2 separate regions of the Mus musculus genome follow, and region 2 is linked to region 1. The links are chromatin contacts, called in public HiChIP or PLAC-seq maps. All regions are on one chromosome and are shown on one strand. Each heading gives the region's core, a stretch centred on a gene start, on an enhancer-like site or on the middle of the called end of the contact. The rest is flanking DNA. Distances are from core to core; before and after follow the strand shown. Region 1 holds the start of Focad (focadhesin). Region 2 overlaps Focad (focadhesin).

The links. HiChIP or PLAC-seq counts read pairs in DNA pulled down with a chosen protein or histone mark.
Region 2: a contact with region 1 is called in an H3K4me3 HiChIP or PLAC-seq map of bone marrow-derived macrophages, with 4 times the contacts expected there. The contact joins the enhancer-like site here to the promoter of Focad in region 1. A contact is called at or near these places in 10 of 39 promoter capture datasets (the 3T3-L1 cell line, the C10 cell line, the SN4741 cell line and 5 more), 3 of 484 Hi-C or Micro-C datasets (bone marrow-derived macrophages, double positive thymocytes and palatal mesenchyme) and 11 of 115 datasets of contacts at active chromatin or transcription factors (CD8 T cells, the SCID.adh cell line, bone marrow-derived macrophages and 6 more).

Annotation. Positions count from the first base shown.
Region 1 is chr4:88,091,072-88,097,489 of GRCm38.p6, reverse strand. Focad (focadhesin) reads right to left here and starts at 2,860. Exons shown (of 44, transcript NM_001081184.1): 1 at 2,815-2,860.
Region 2 is chr4:88,271,921-88,278,338 of GRCm38.p6, reverse strand. It overlaps Focad (focadhesin), which reads right to left. Exons shown (of 44, transcript NM_001081184.1): 16 at 4,107-4,241; 17 at 80-130. Among named protein-coding and RNA genes, the nearest start is that of Mir491, 150 kb to the right of the region's middle. Within about 2 kb of position 2,713, at least 72 of the 459 cell types and tissues checked have an H3K27ac peak or open chromatin away from gene starts, as enhancers often do. A contact at or near this core is called in CD8 T cells, the SCID.adh cell line, bone marrow-derived macrophages and 3 more, where this site is marked.

The sequences.
Region 1 (6,418 bases), core at 1,611-4,110:
CTAAGAAATCCAGCTATCATAGAAAGCACTTTACCTACTGAACCAGGCAGGTTCTCATTATGTAGGCCTAGCTGGCCTGGAGCTCACTTTGTAGACCAGGATGACGTCAAACTCACAAAAAGCACCTGTCTGCCACACAATTACACATGATGCTCATTCTTCTTAAATGCATTTTTGATGTACAATATTACTGACTTACAGTAAGATTTTCTGGCTATAACCTATTCATAAGTTAAGGGGTCTGTATGACCAGAATACTCAGATGCCTAGAGAGACAACTCAGCAGTTAAGGGTACGTAATACTTTTCTAGTGAATTCAAGTTTGGCTCCCAGCACTCACATCAGGTAGCTCACAACTGCCTATAACTCTAAGATCCAAGGAATCTGATGCCTCTGGCTTTCACAGGCATCTGGGCTCATGTAAATACACATGATAGTAATAATAATAATAATAATAATAATAATAATAATAATAATGCATTTTAAGTGCACAAAGTATTTATTTCAGTCCCAGCAAGATATAAACCAGAAAGGGTGGCACTTGCCCTAATTTCAGCCTTGGGTAGACTGAGGCAAGAAAACCATTAGTTCAAGGTCATTCTCATCTATCCAGATAAACAAGCAATAAAACAAATACATGCATACTCTGACTCTGGCTGAATGAATGAAAATATGTTAGCAAAGTGATAAAAAATTACAAATGTCATTGCATTACTCTCAACATTGTGTGACTTGAAACAGATTAAAAATCTTTTTTACACACTTTCAAATTTTGTAATCTAGTGTGTGAAATGAATGGGATCTACATTTTTAAAAAGGTTGAAATAATTTTTATAGAGGAAGCTGACAAACAACACTTGTCCAATTAGCTTAGCAATTCTTATTTACCATGATGGAAATGGTACACATAAATTCTTCTCAATTAATTGCTATTTATAAGTCACAGATTTAAACTATACTTCTAGGGCTAAGCTGTATTTTATCATATGAAAGAGCTCTATACTAATAGTGATTATAATTGATTTACATCTCTAATTAATATTAATTCAACTAACAGTTTATGGACAATGTCAAATATCATGAGGCTCGGAATATCAGAATAATTACCTTTGAAATCATTTTATACTAGAAAAGGGTGATCTCTACTATGTGTAAATACCATTAATCAATTACCATAAGAAAAATCTATCACATCTATACAGGTATTTGTTACCTTGAAGTAACAATTTATTTACTTTTGGATTATTAGGCCTCAATTAGAGCCATCAAGCAATTAAAACCCACCAAATAGTAACATGATACAATTTTAAATTATTTCAATTAAAAAAGAAACAAAAAAAAAAAACTAAGCAAGATATGGAAAACAAAGAAATGTGAACTGTTAATAAGATTAATTTGGTAAGTAAATAATTCAGTTGTTTTGGCTATCACTTATCACCAAAGCAAGTCAAAAGCTTTGAAAACTGCATTCTTGTCCAGTTATCTCTATGGAGTATTTTTATATATAACAAAAAACTTCATGATTATTACACTTCAAAATTTAGATGAGTCATGGTACTTTCTTTGCAGAAACTGGATGTCAATCAAAATTGTAACCATGCACTCACTCGCTTGCTAGTCAAGTGTTTGTGAACAGAAACACTTGTCACTGGAGCATAAAATACACAATCATAAATGACATCATGTGTTTTTTACTTAGTTGGTTCCCAACTGCTAACACCGTTCAGTAAATCTTGAACATTTGTAAATTTTGTAAAATTTGAACATTCCAAAATTACAGAATACTTGTAATCACATCCCTTTACTTTTCCATAGGAAGCACTAGGATCACCCCTCAGGGCCAATGGGCTTTAGGGTTTATTAGAAGGAGAGGGAAAAGCAAAAAACAAAATTAAATAAATAAATAAATAAATAAACCAAAGCAACAAAAAAAAAAAAAAAAAAAAAAAAAAAACCCTTGGAATAAGGTCCAAGAGAGCTTCATCTTTTGCATCTAAATCTAGATCCTAAAAATGAACCACAAAAAAAAAAAAAATCCATCTCAAATCTTGTCAACTCAGACACTAGCACTGGCATATTAAATGCAAGCAAAGGCAGGTACTATCTATCCACCAAGGAACTCATTTTAAAAGTTTGCAATGAATGAGTCAATGACGGTATGATTTCACTGGATCCAAAACTACAAACAAGGGGTCAAGGCACCATGGCTGAAACAAACTGGGATTAAGTCCTACACAACCGCAGGCGCCTGCAACCGCTGAAGCCCCACAGAAAAACTCTTCAGAGCCAGAGACCTGAGTCAGAAAACAGGCTCTGCTCACCCAAGAGCCTTTGCATTAAAGTGGACAAAAACTGCGTCTGAGTCCCGGGGAACTCAGACAGTCACCCCAGGCCAGACAAGAGGACACCAGGATCTCTGGCGCTGCCCCGAACCAGCGACCGGGTTAAGGAGGGGTGACAACCGCAACCTGAGGCAGGTAAGCTAGACAGATCGTGCCAGCCTCTCCGGCTGCCAAGCCCCTCCACTGCCAGCGGGTCCTGGAGCCTTACACCAGGGAACCGCTTGAGGCCAGATCCTCCGGGAGCCGGACGCTTCGCTGGACCAGCAATAGGGGCAGCAGGTCAAATGCCCTGCCCGCCTCACGCGACGCCACGGCCTTGCCGCCACATGCTCCGCCGCGGGCCTGCACCCCAGCCCAAGTGGTCCAGCTTCGGTCGCCCTCGCCCCCGTGACCGCGGCTGCAGCCGGACCCGATGCGGCAACTGCCCACCCGGCTGCCGCCGGTGGACGGTCAGCCACGCCGCATGGCTTACCTCACTTCTGCCACAGGCACAGCCTGCTCCCGTGCCTGACGTGTCCCACGCACCGCCTCCACCGCTCGGAGGCGGGTCCTGTCGGAGACAGCCAATACGAAACCTACTTCAAGAACCAGTCCCGCCTCCTCTGCTGGGATGCCCGCCCCCTCGCGCGCATGCGTGACAAGGCCTTGGCGGCTCACTGCAGTTAGATGTTGAAGTGAAGCTGGGTCCCAGCCCTAGCCACAGCCAGACTTCGCAGGGGTGCAGGCTGATCTTCAGGCTCTGGGATGTGAAAGCAAAGGATCCTGTCTGGAGATGCCACTGCACAGAGCCAGGGAGTCCTGTTGGCAGCTTTAGGAGATGCAGGACAGCTTCTTGATATTTGGAGATTTTGTAAATCCTCGTGACTGGAGTGGGGAGGAGGGGCAGGGGGAGCGGGGTTGGAGTACTCATGATAGCTAGGGTTCAGAGCCAGCTTGCTTCCTGGAGCTGCTGCTCAGTGACTTCATTTCTTCCTGCTGTGCCCTTGCTTCTACTTGTATAGTTGTCAAGGCCCAGGAATTTCTGCTACGGGGGAATTTGATCTAAAGAGAGCTGGCTCAAAGAACTTTACCACGACTATTATTGTTATATAACATTTATTATAGCCAAGCATTTTCTTTAGCGAAATAGGAAGGAATGGTCCCACAGGGGAAGTCTGTGACACCTGGCACAACGCAGCAGAAACGAAAACAACTGCGTTTATAAATAAATAAATAAGTTAAAAGGAATAGAAATCTATTACCTGACTGTTTCTGAAACCCCATGCACTTTTAGAAGCATTAGGACGCTTTAAAAGAAGCCTGGGTACATCTCTAGAGATTCTAATTCTGTGGTAGGAATTTAGCAAGCAGTTTTGTAAGTTAAATTTGCAAGGTCATTATAATATGCTAACAGGAAATTCTTGGTTTCCTATACTTCACCTCAGAACAATAATTACATTCCACACACCATCTCTAGATCTTCCAATAACTTATAATGCATTCATTCTGTAAGAATTTATCTAAATTAATTTTGAACATGTTCCTGTATTCAATCGCTTATATCCTTGGGGACATGGGAGTTCTGTGAGATTTATAATTACCTTTTTGGTTTTATTAGTTTGATGATATTCCCATAAGTTTTCCAACTACACAAGTACAAATTTTAGGAACATTTTAAATTTGTTTCCTTTGTCTATTCCTGTATTTGGTTTTTTGAGACAGGCTCTCATTTTGTAGCAAGCAGTTTTGTAAGTTAAATTTGCAAGGTCATTATAATATGCTTTTTGTAGACAAGACTGGCCTCAAAATCAGAGATCTGCCTGCCTCTGCCCCCCAAGTGCTGGGACTAAAGGCATGGGCCACACCCCTGGCTTATTCCTGTGTTTCTTGAGGCTCACTTGTTCCTAATCGAGCATGTAGTTATGTCTGGTATACTGTTTTAAGTATATCAACTTATTTAATTCACAGACCAAGTTGAATAGTAAAGTTATTACATTTTTTTCAAATAAGGAAACTAAGCACAAAATATGAAACACTTTGACCAAGGCTATTTACCTAGCTGATACATTTGAAACCAGCCATCCTGTTCTCAATAAAGTGTCTGTCTCCAAAACTGATAGTTTAGGATCTTGTGGGGAAATACTTACTCTGAAAGATCTTAGCCCATTTTTGACTCCAATGAGAAAATATCTTACTGAGTGAATATATTACAGATAATAAAAAATGTATCCCTCATTCGATAGGCTAGAAAGTCCCAAGCCAGGAATGAGCAGATTTGTCATCTGGTGTGGGGCTTGCTCTACAGACAATACCTTCTCAGTGCCCTCCTATAGCAGATGGGGTAAAGACTCCCAACACTGTTTTTGTTTCTTTGTATTTTCTCCCTGATGATTCTGAAAGGTCAAACTGTGGGCTTCATGCATTCTAAGTATGTGCTCTATACTCACTAGGACCCTCTCCCCTGCAAACCTTCCTACCCCATATCCTGCTCTTCCTCTTTCCTTGTCACAGTGTCTCACTCCATTGCCCAGGCTCACATCCAAAGTACTATATACTTGAAGTTGACTTTCACTCACCATTCTCTTGCCTCAGCCTCCCAGGTGATGGGGTCACATTGTACCTGTATCAAACTATTCTGATAACGATACTAACCACATCCTTGAGGTTTAGTCATTATGACCTAATCACCTCCAGGGGCATCGTGCCCTCCTCCCTAGCATGCTGGGGATAACCCAAGGCTTTGCATGTGCTAGGCAATTGCTCTACCACTAAGCTATAACCCCAGCTATTAATGCTATTGCATTGGAAATTAGCTTTCAACATAGGCATTGCAAGATGAGCTGGGCAGTGGTGGTGCATGCCTTTAATCCCAGAAGCAGGTGGATCTCTGTGAGTTCAAGGCCACCCGGGTCTACAGAAGGAGTTCTAGGACAACCAGGGCCTCACAGAAAAACCCTTTCTCAAAAACAAAGCAAAACGGGAATCGCAAGATCAAAGGTGTAATCCAGAAGTGTGTGAAGCCAATTTAGCCTGGAGATCAACTCAGCAGCCAGCACAAGGACAAGACCAAAGGTCAACACCTTAAAACCAGGAAGAGTTCTATAAGCTGCCAGACAAAACTTTCACTAACATGCATCTGAAATATATATAAGTCATGTACTGTCTTAGGATTTCCATTGCTGTGAAGAGACACCATAACCAAGGTAACTCTTATAAAGGAAAACATTTAACAGATTCAGAGATTCAGTGTATTAACATCGTAGAAAGAGCATGGCCTCCAGGCAGGCATGACACTGGAGGAGCTGAGAGTCCTACATCTTGTTCCAAAGGCAAACAGGAGAAGATTGTCTCCAACGCAGCTAGGAGGAGCATCTCAAAGCCCATCTCCACAGTAATATAGTTCTTCCAATGAGGCCACACCTACTCCAACAAGGCCACACCTCCTAATAGTGGACACTCCCTGAGCCAAGCATATCCAAACCACCACAGCTAAAAACTGTATTGGGGTTTGTAAATATACTCAGTTTCAAAAACTATTATTCAGAGACTGTGCTCTCCACCTCAGCACCACACCCTCTTCCTCACCAACCAGCATAAGCACACAGAACCTCCCTGAGGTGCTCAGACTCCACTCAAACTTCAATACTCTTGTCTGACCCTCAGGGGTTGGAGATAAGGTGGAAGGGTTGGATGCTGCAGAGAGTGGAGTTTACATTTACTCCGGAAATGATCTAGATTTCATGCCACCTTTACTAGAAATTGCCATTAAATCATCAAAATATGTTTCAAACCTATATGTTATTGTATGTATATAATGGACATGCAAATGAATGTCTTGCTTTCTAAGTTTTGTATACATTTATTTATTCATTGTGTGAATGTGGGGATCGAAGAACATCCTATGGGAGTTGGTTCTCTTCCTCCACCATATGGTCCCCAAGATTCAACATCAGGCGTAGTGCCAAGGGCCTTTACCTGATGAGCTGTCTACCCAGCCTGTCCTTACTTTTTAAATAGTAAAGACAATATCTGCCATCTCTAAGAGGTGGGCAAGCAGACAGTATTTCTCTGTTAAATGCCTTGTATTCTTCCCCCTG
Region 2 (6,418 bases), core at 1,464-3,963, 180 kb before region 1:
TGAAAGGAGCTAATTGTTTATCCTGAGTGGTTTTCCCAGCCATTCCCCCAGTTTGTCACTGATAGTCCTATAAAAATACCTTGTTTTGAGTGTGAGTCCAGAGGAAGCTGAGGACTTGAACTTTAAAATTCTGGAAAATCAGGAAGTACAAAGGAAAAAGATTAAGAAAGGGCTTAACTTAAACTGAAGAATCTGAAATAACAAATGGTAGAAACTAAGCTACTATTTAAGTCATTGCATCATTAACTGACTGAACCCATTACTCAGAAAGGAAAGCTGCTCAAATTTACCATCTACGCACATACATAACTAAAAATGCCAAGATGGCACCATCTAGAAAGCTGACCATTGTGTCTGACCCTTTAAGTCCCACTACAAATGTCACTCATCTGTGGCACTAGTCTTAGTCCCGTCCCACAAGTGCCCAGGGCATCTTCCTCTAACTGGATGCATGGCAGGTGCATGGCAGCATGTGGCGTGATTAATTCCCGTTAAGTCACACATGTCATACGGCCGTCAGTGTGACGTTTTCAGTTCAAAGACTACGAACGCAATTCCTAGACTGGTTCCTTTTAATGACAATTATTCAGGGTATAATTAGTCAAACTCAGAACTGCTTGCCTGCTGGTGCTCAGTGTCTTCCTTGTGTGGGGCGGGGTTAAGGTTAGTGCTTGACCTCTCTGACTCACGCTCCATTCTTCTTCCCTCCTTAACTTTACAAAACCCATGCCCCCGACGTCAACGGGAAGCAGCCTTACACATCTTTGACGTCAGTCTGACGACACCAATGAAATCAGCATCCCGAATGCCCCCTAACAAGGTTTGTTGTTTCCTCCACTTTGGAGGACAAGGATGTGGACAATGGAGTATGACAGGGAAGTGAGGGCACCCAGCAGGAGAATTCTGGGTTAGATGCCAACTTTCATGTAGTTACTTCCCTGGCATATATCAGACATTCAATAAATGATCATTTCTTCAGTGGACATGACTCTTAAAACCTCGGTGCTTCAATTTTAGTAAGAATTTGAAAATAGTATCCATCATTATTTATCAATACCACTATGGCCTAATATGGTTTGAATTTATGTACTCTGAATCAATGAATAAATATACCATAACTAATAGAAAGCAATTTAAAAAGCATAATCCACTTTAATCATGGACTCTGTGATGCACTGATTATAGTTTAGTGGGAAAAATTATATATCCCTGTAGTATAAAATAAAAGACATGTTCACAGAAGCACACAAAGAAGTTTGAGAGCAGCAGCTGTCTGCTGGAAGAAAATTCTCCAAGGATAGAATGAGATAATGCAATTTTACAATTCATAAAGCACATTTTTAAAATTAAAGATGAAAAGAAAGGAAGTCTAGTCAGAGGGAATAGTTTGAATAAAAGAAATAGAAAGGTTTGAAGACACATAGGAGACATCCTTTGTGTCACTGGATGGCCGGGTATGGTACTATAGAGAAGTGCCATGCTGTAAAAGGCAAATTTGGTTATCTGGGATTCACCGCAGACAAACTGAAAGCTCTCAAGTGACTAAGGAAAAAAGTAATGTGGCAAGAGCTTCCAAGGGATAAGCTTAGGAGAGCTGGTCCCCCACCCCCACTCAAACACCATGACGTGGTTTAGGCAAGGGAGAGATGCCATCCCCCCCCCCCCACGCATACCTGTAGAAGGTAGGAGAGCTGGCCCTAACCCTTGCAGGCTGTGGCATTGGGTGATCTAGTTCATCAAGCTGGGGCAGTGCTAGGGAGCTCTTCCTAGTGGTGCAGGTCCAAGAGGGCTGGTAGGCTTACTAACTCAGCTATCACGCAAGCCCAGACCTAGGGCATTTAGTAGGCCCACTCCAACATCTACCCTATCTATGACTTGCTGGAGCATGTGAAAGGGCCAGTCCTACAAATCCATGACAGGACTCCATTACACAAACAACAACAAGATATCCAAAAGATGTCCCAATGAGGATCTAGAATGGATGGCATAGCAGAAGCCAGAGGCCTTGAATCAGATCAGTGTTCATTGCAGTAAATATCTACAATCAAAGAAGTGTGAACAAAACAGTACACTGTGTTATACACTGTGATACACCACAGCTGCCACAAAAAAAGATGGGGTTTGGTTTGATTTGGTTTTTTTGTTTTATTTCATTCTTTTTTATTTTTATCTTTTATTTTCTTTTGGGAGGCAGGTTACAAGGGCAGAGAGCAGATATGAAGAGGCAGGGAGACGAGTGGGATTGGGTTACATGCTGTGAAATTCAGAAAGAGTCAATAAAAAGTTAAAGAGAAAAAAAGAAACAAAAAGAAATGTTTGGGGGAAACTGAATGTAACTTTGGCTTCGATCCAAGTAACTGCTAGGCCGTTAAATGAAAGCAACATAAACACACACATAGGAAGAGGGAGAGAGCAGGACAGACAGATTAGAGAGGGAACAGTGACAGGAGAGGAGGAAGGGGGAGAAGGAAAGAGAGGGAATGTGAGAAAGCAGATGGGTGAAAAAGGTAGAGAGGAAGAGGAAGGAGACACAGAGGGAGGCTGGGGGAAGGAGAGCGGCAGAGCTCGCCTCTGCCTCTGTCTTCACTGCTGCTAACCAGCAGAGCTCTCTTCCTGTTCAGACTACACTGACTTAGAAGAAAGAAATGGGTTAAATGGTCTCAATGCAGTCTGCCTGAATAACAGAAAAGAAAAAAAAATGCTGATTGCGTAAGGACAGACCCAGTAGATGTAAAATCCGGAAGATAATCTAGGTCAAAGGCATTTCTCAGCCATGGATATACAAACATCAAAACCAACACATAAAAACCACTTCACAAAGTAATCCACACCAAAATTCCAGTAATGTTGAGTATAAGCAATTCAAAAGTGTAAGCTTTTCCAACCTTGAGGACAGATAATGAATGAGCCTAACATGCGGTTGCTGGGGATTTTAGACTTAACTCTTGATCAAACACCTTGTAGGCTCTGGACAAAATAAGACTGAGCACCCAGGTATTATAGCCAGAAACAAAGACAGCTGTTGTACTATGTGACCTAAGGGTCACAATTCAAAGTTTTCCCTTAAAGTATTAAGGAATAGGTATTTTCTTTTATAGTTATAAAAGAAAAGCCCACACATAAAAATAAACTTGCAACATCCTACACTGGTTCCCCAGTTCATTCAGCAACTATGGACCCAGTATGCACTTTTGTAGGCAGAGTCCTAGATCTTCAACCTCGGCAATGATAGATGGGATTTTATTCGTTGTGCAGTATTTTAAATGGTGGGAAATGGGGCTAGAGAAACAAGTCAGCAGTTAAAAGTATTTACTGACATTCTAGAGGACATGAATTAGAGTCCCAGAACCAATGCTTGCTGGCTCACATCAATCTGTAACTTCAGCTCCCAGGAATCCAACACCATTTTCTGGTCTCTGAAGATACACAAATACATGTGGCACACGTAGTGAATGCATACATATAAATAGAATAAGTCTTTAACATGACTAGAAGTATTTTCTGATACTTCTGTCTAATCACCTGATCTGAAACACACACAGGACTGTTACAGAATCTTGAAGTATGATAGTTTATTAGAGGCACTAAACGGGACATTCACCAAGCAAAATACTCTAGAGCTCTTTGAAAGGAGAAAAGTAATGGTGAGAAAAAGAGACCGAAGCTTATAAAAGTAAAGACATAAATGTAATTTTAATTGTTTGACTATTTCACTCTAAGAGGAGCTAGGAAGCAATGTTAAGCAACGCCAGAGGAACCTTACTTGTAGAGCAAAGATTCCCAGGAGTGATTCAGGTTGTTATAATGATAAGCATGACCTCGTAAAAATGCAAAAATACATCCTGCCTCTATAAGTTTTAATGCTTATGCTTTTTGACTTAAAACATTTAAACTAATGGTTTTAAACAGCTAATATTATACACTATTGTTTTAGAAACAGTACTTTTAACATAAAATGTGCTTTTAAAGTCTTGACAATTCTCGTAATAAAAACATAATCTCCTTTTATATAAACTAATTGTAAAAGTGAAGGATTAATTCGAAAAGCGGTCATCATATCATACAGCTTTCCTGAAAAATCAGCTTCTTGGGTTCTAAACACGTACCTCATATTCAACTGTATTGACTGTTAAGGAAGGAACCAAAGAGAACAGTTCACTCAGGGTCTTCAATATGAGTGGTCTCATGTCACAGCTCAGCTTGGGAGAGAGAGCATTCCAAGTGGAGCGGATACAGACAACCTGTAAAACAAATGTAAAAAGTCAACAACCACGAAAACTCAAATGCTTATTTAGTCATAAGTTAGGAATATTGCAAGCTAGGCATGGTGGTTCAGTCATGTAATTCCAGTTTCTTTGGAAGTCTAGGTAGTAGGATTCCAAGTCAAGTCTATCATTGCTGCAAGACAAATTCCAAGGCCAGCATGGGCAATGTAGCAATACCCTGTCTCAAAACATAAATACAAAAGAAAGAAGAAAGATGGGGAGGGGAGGGGAGGGGAGGGGAGGGGAGGGGAGGGGAGGGGAGGGGAGGGGAGGGAAGGTCACTAGGGAGAGTTCAGTGAGAGTACTCCTTAGCAGAGAAGAGGCATGGGCTCAATCCCCAGTACTGCAAAGAGTGGCAGAAAGTACCCCATGCCAGTATAAGAAGAAAGAAATAAGGACATTCCCGGGAGGAAATACAGAGACAGTGTGGAGCAGAGACTGAAGGAATGACCATCCAGAGACTGCCCCACCTGGGGATCCATCCCATATACAGACACCAAACACAGACACTATTGTGGATACCAACAAGTGCTGCTGACAGGAACCTGATAAAGCTGTCTCCTGAGAGGCTCTGCCAGAGCCTGACAAATACAGAAGCAGATACTCGCAGGCAATCATTGGATTGAGCATGGGGCCCCCAATGGAGAATTTAGAGAAAGGACTGAAGGAGCTTAAAAGGTTTTCAACCCAATAGGAAGAAGAACGATATCAACCAACCAGAGCTCCCAAGGTCTAAACCACCAAACAAAGAGTACACCTGGAGGAACCAATGGCTCCAGCCGCATATGTAGCAGAGAATGCCCTTGTCGGACATCAATGGGAGAAGAGGCCATTGGTCCTATGAAGGTTCTATGCCCCAGTATAGGGGACTGCCAGGGCAGGGAGGTGAGAGTAGGTAGGTAGGTGGGTGGGTGAGCACCCTCATAGAAGCAGGGGGAAGGGGAATATGATAGGGAGTTTCGGTGGGGGGAGGTGAGGGGAACAAGGAAAGGGGATAACAGTTGAAATATAAATAAATAAAATATCCAATAAAAAGGGGAACAAAAAGAAAATAGCGTAAGTGTGAAAAGTTGATATTTATTGACATTCAGTGTTTATGCTAATCAAGATACTTATCCAAGTGCTCTATGCATTAACTCATATGTCTTAACTAAAAAATATCTTCTGAAAAGAGAGAACACTATGATAAAAAAGATAAGATTTTATAAAGTAGTCGCCATATAAAGAAGGTTTTAGATCAATTTAAATGGTGGGAAATGCAACTTGCCTTACAAAGTTGTTTTTTAACAAGTATGCTTCATTACCAAACAATTCCTGTTATGGTTTAAATATCAGGCATCCCACCAACCACACATTAAACCTTGATGTGCAGCTCATAAAATTCTTGGAGAGTGAAGTCCCTGAGTGTGCTAACCACATCCATGAGTTAAGCCATTCAGAAGTTCAACTGAATAGGTTTCTAGGAGGTGGCAATGTCAGAGAAAGTGGGTCTCCTAGGCTATGCTCATGAAGGTGTATCTTGTCTTTGGTGGTTTCCGTCCCCTCCCCCATTCTTGTCTACCTCCCCCTCCTCCTAAACTTCCAAGGCTACCATGAGATGATCAGGCCTTCTCTGCTATGGTACACAGCCATAGAGCCCAAAGCTACAGAAACACAACAGTGAGGTTGAAGCATCTGCAGGTGGAAGGCAAAACAATGCGCCTCCCTTAAGGTAATGTTCTTGGGTATTTGTTACAATAATGACAATATCACACATGTTCTCTCTCTCTCTCTCTCTCTCTCTCTCTCTCTCTCTCTCTCGTATACTCCCTACATACATCAACATACCTATTTTTTTAACATGTACTTCCAGAAATATACCAAAAAAGATAAAAAAGTAATATATCCCATCCAGAAAATTGGGAATGGGGATAATACATATGATTCAAAAACTTCTCAACTAATCTTGCCTTAGAAAAATGTTAAGGAAATAAGATAATTTTTTCATAAATAATTTAAGTATTTCTAAAGTACTTTTGGATTAAGAGGCTGCTAAGTGTTAACTCTGGAGGCAAACACAAATGTTATATCACTTGTCCCAATTTCTTTAAACCAGTGTTCCTAGTCATTACAATATCTGATTTTACAGTTATTCAAATGTCTTCCTAATGTTA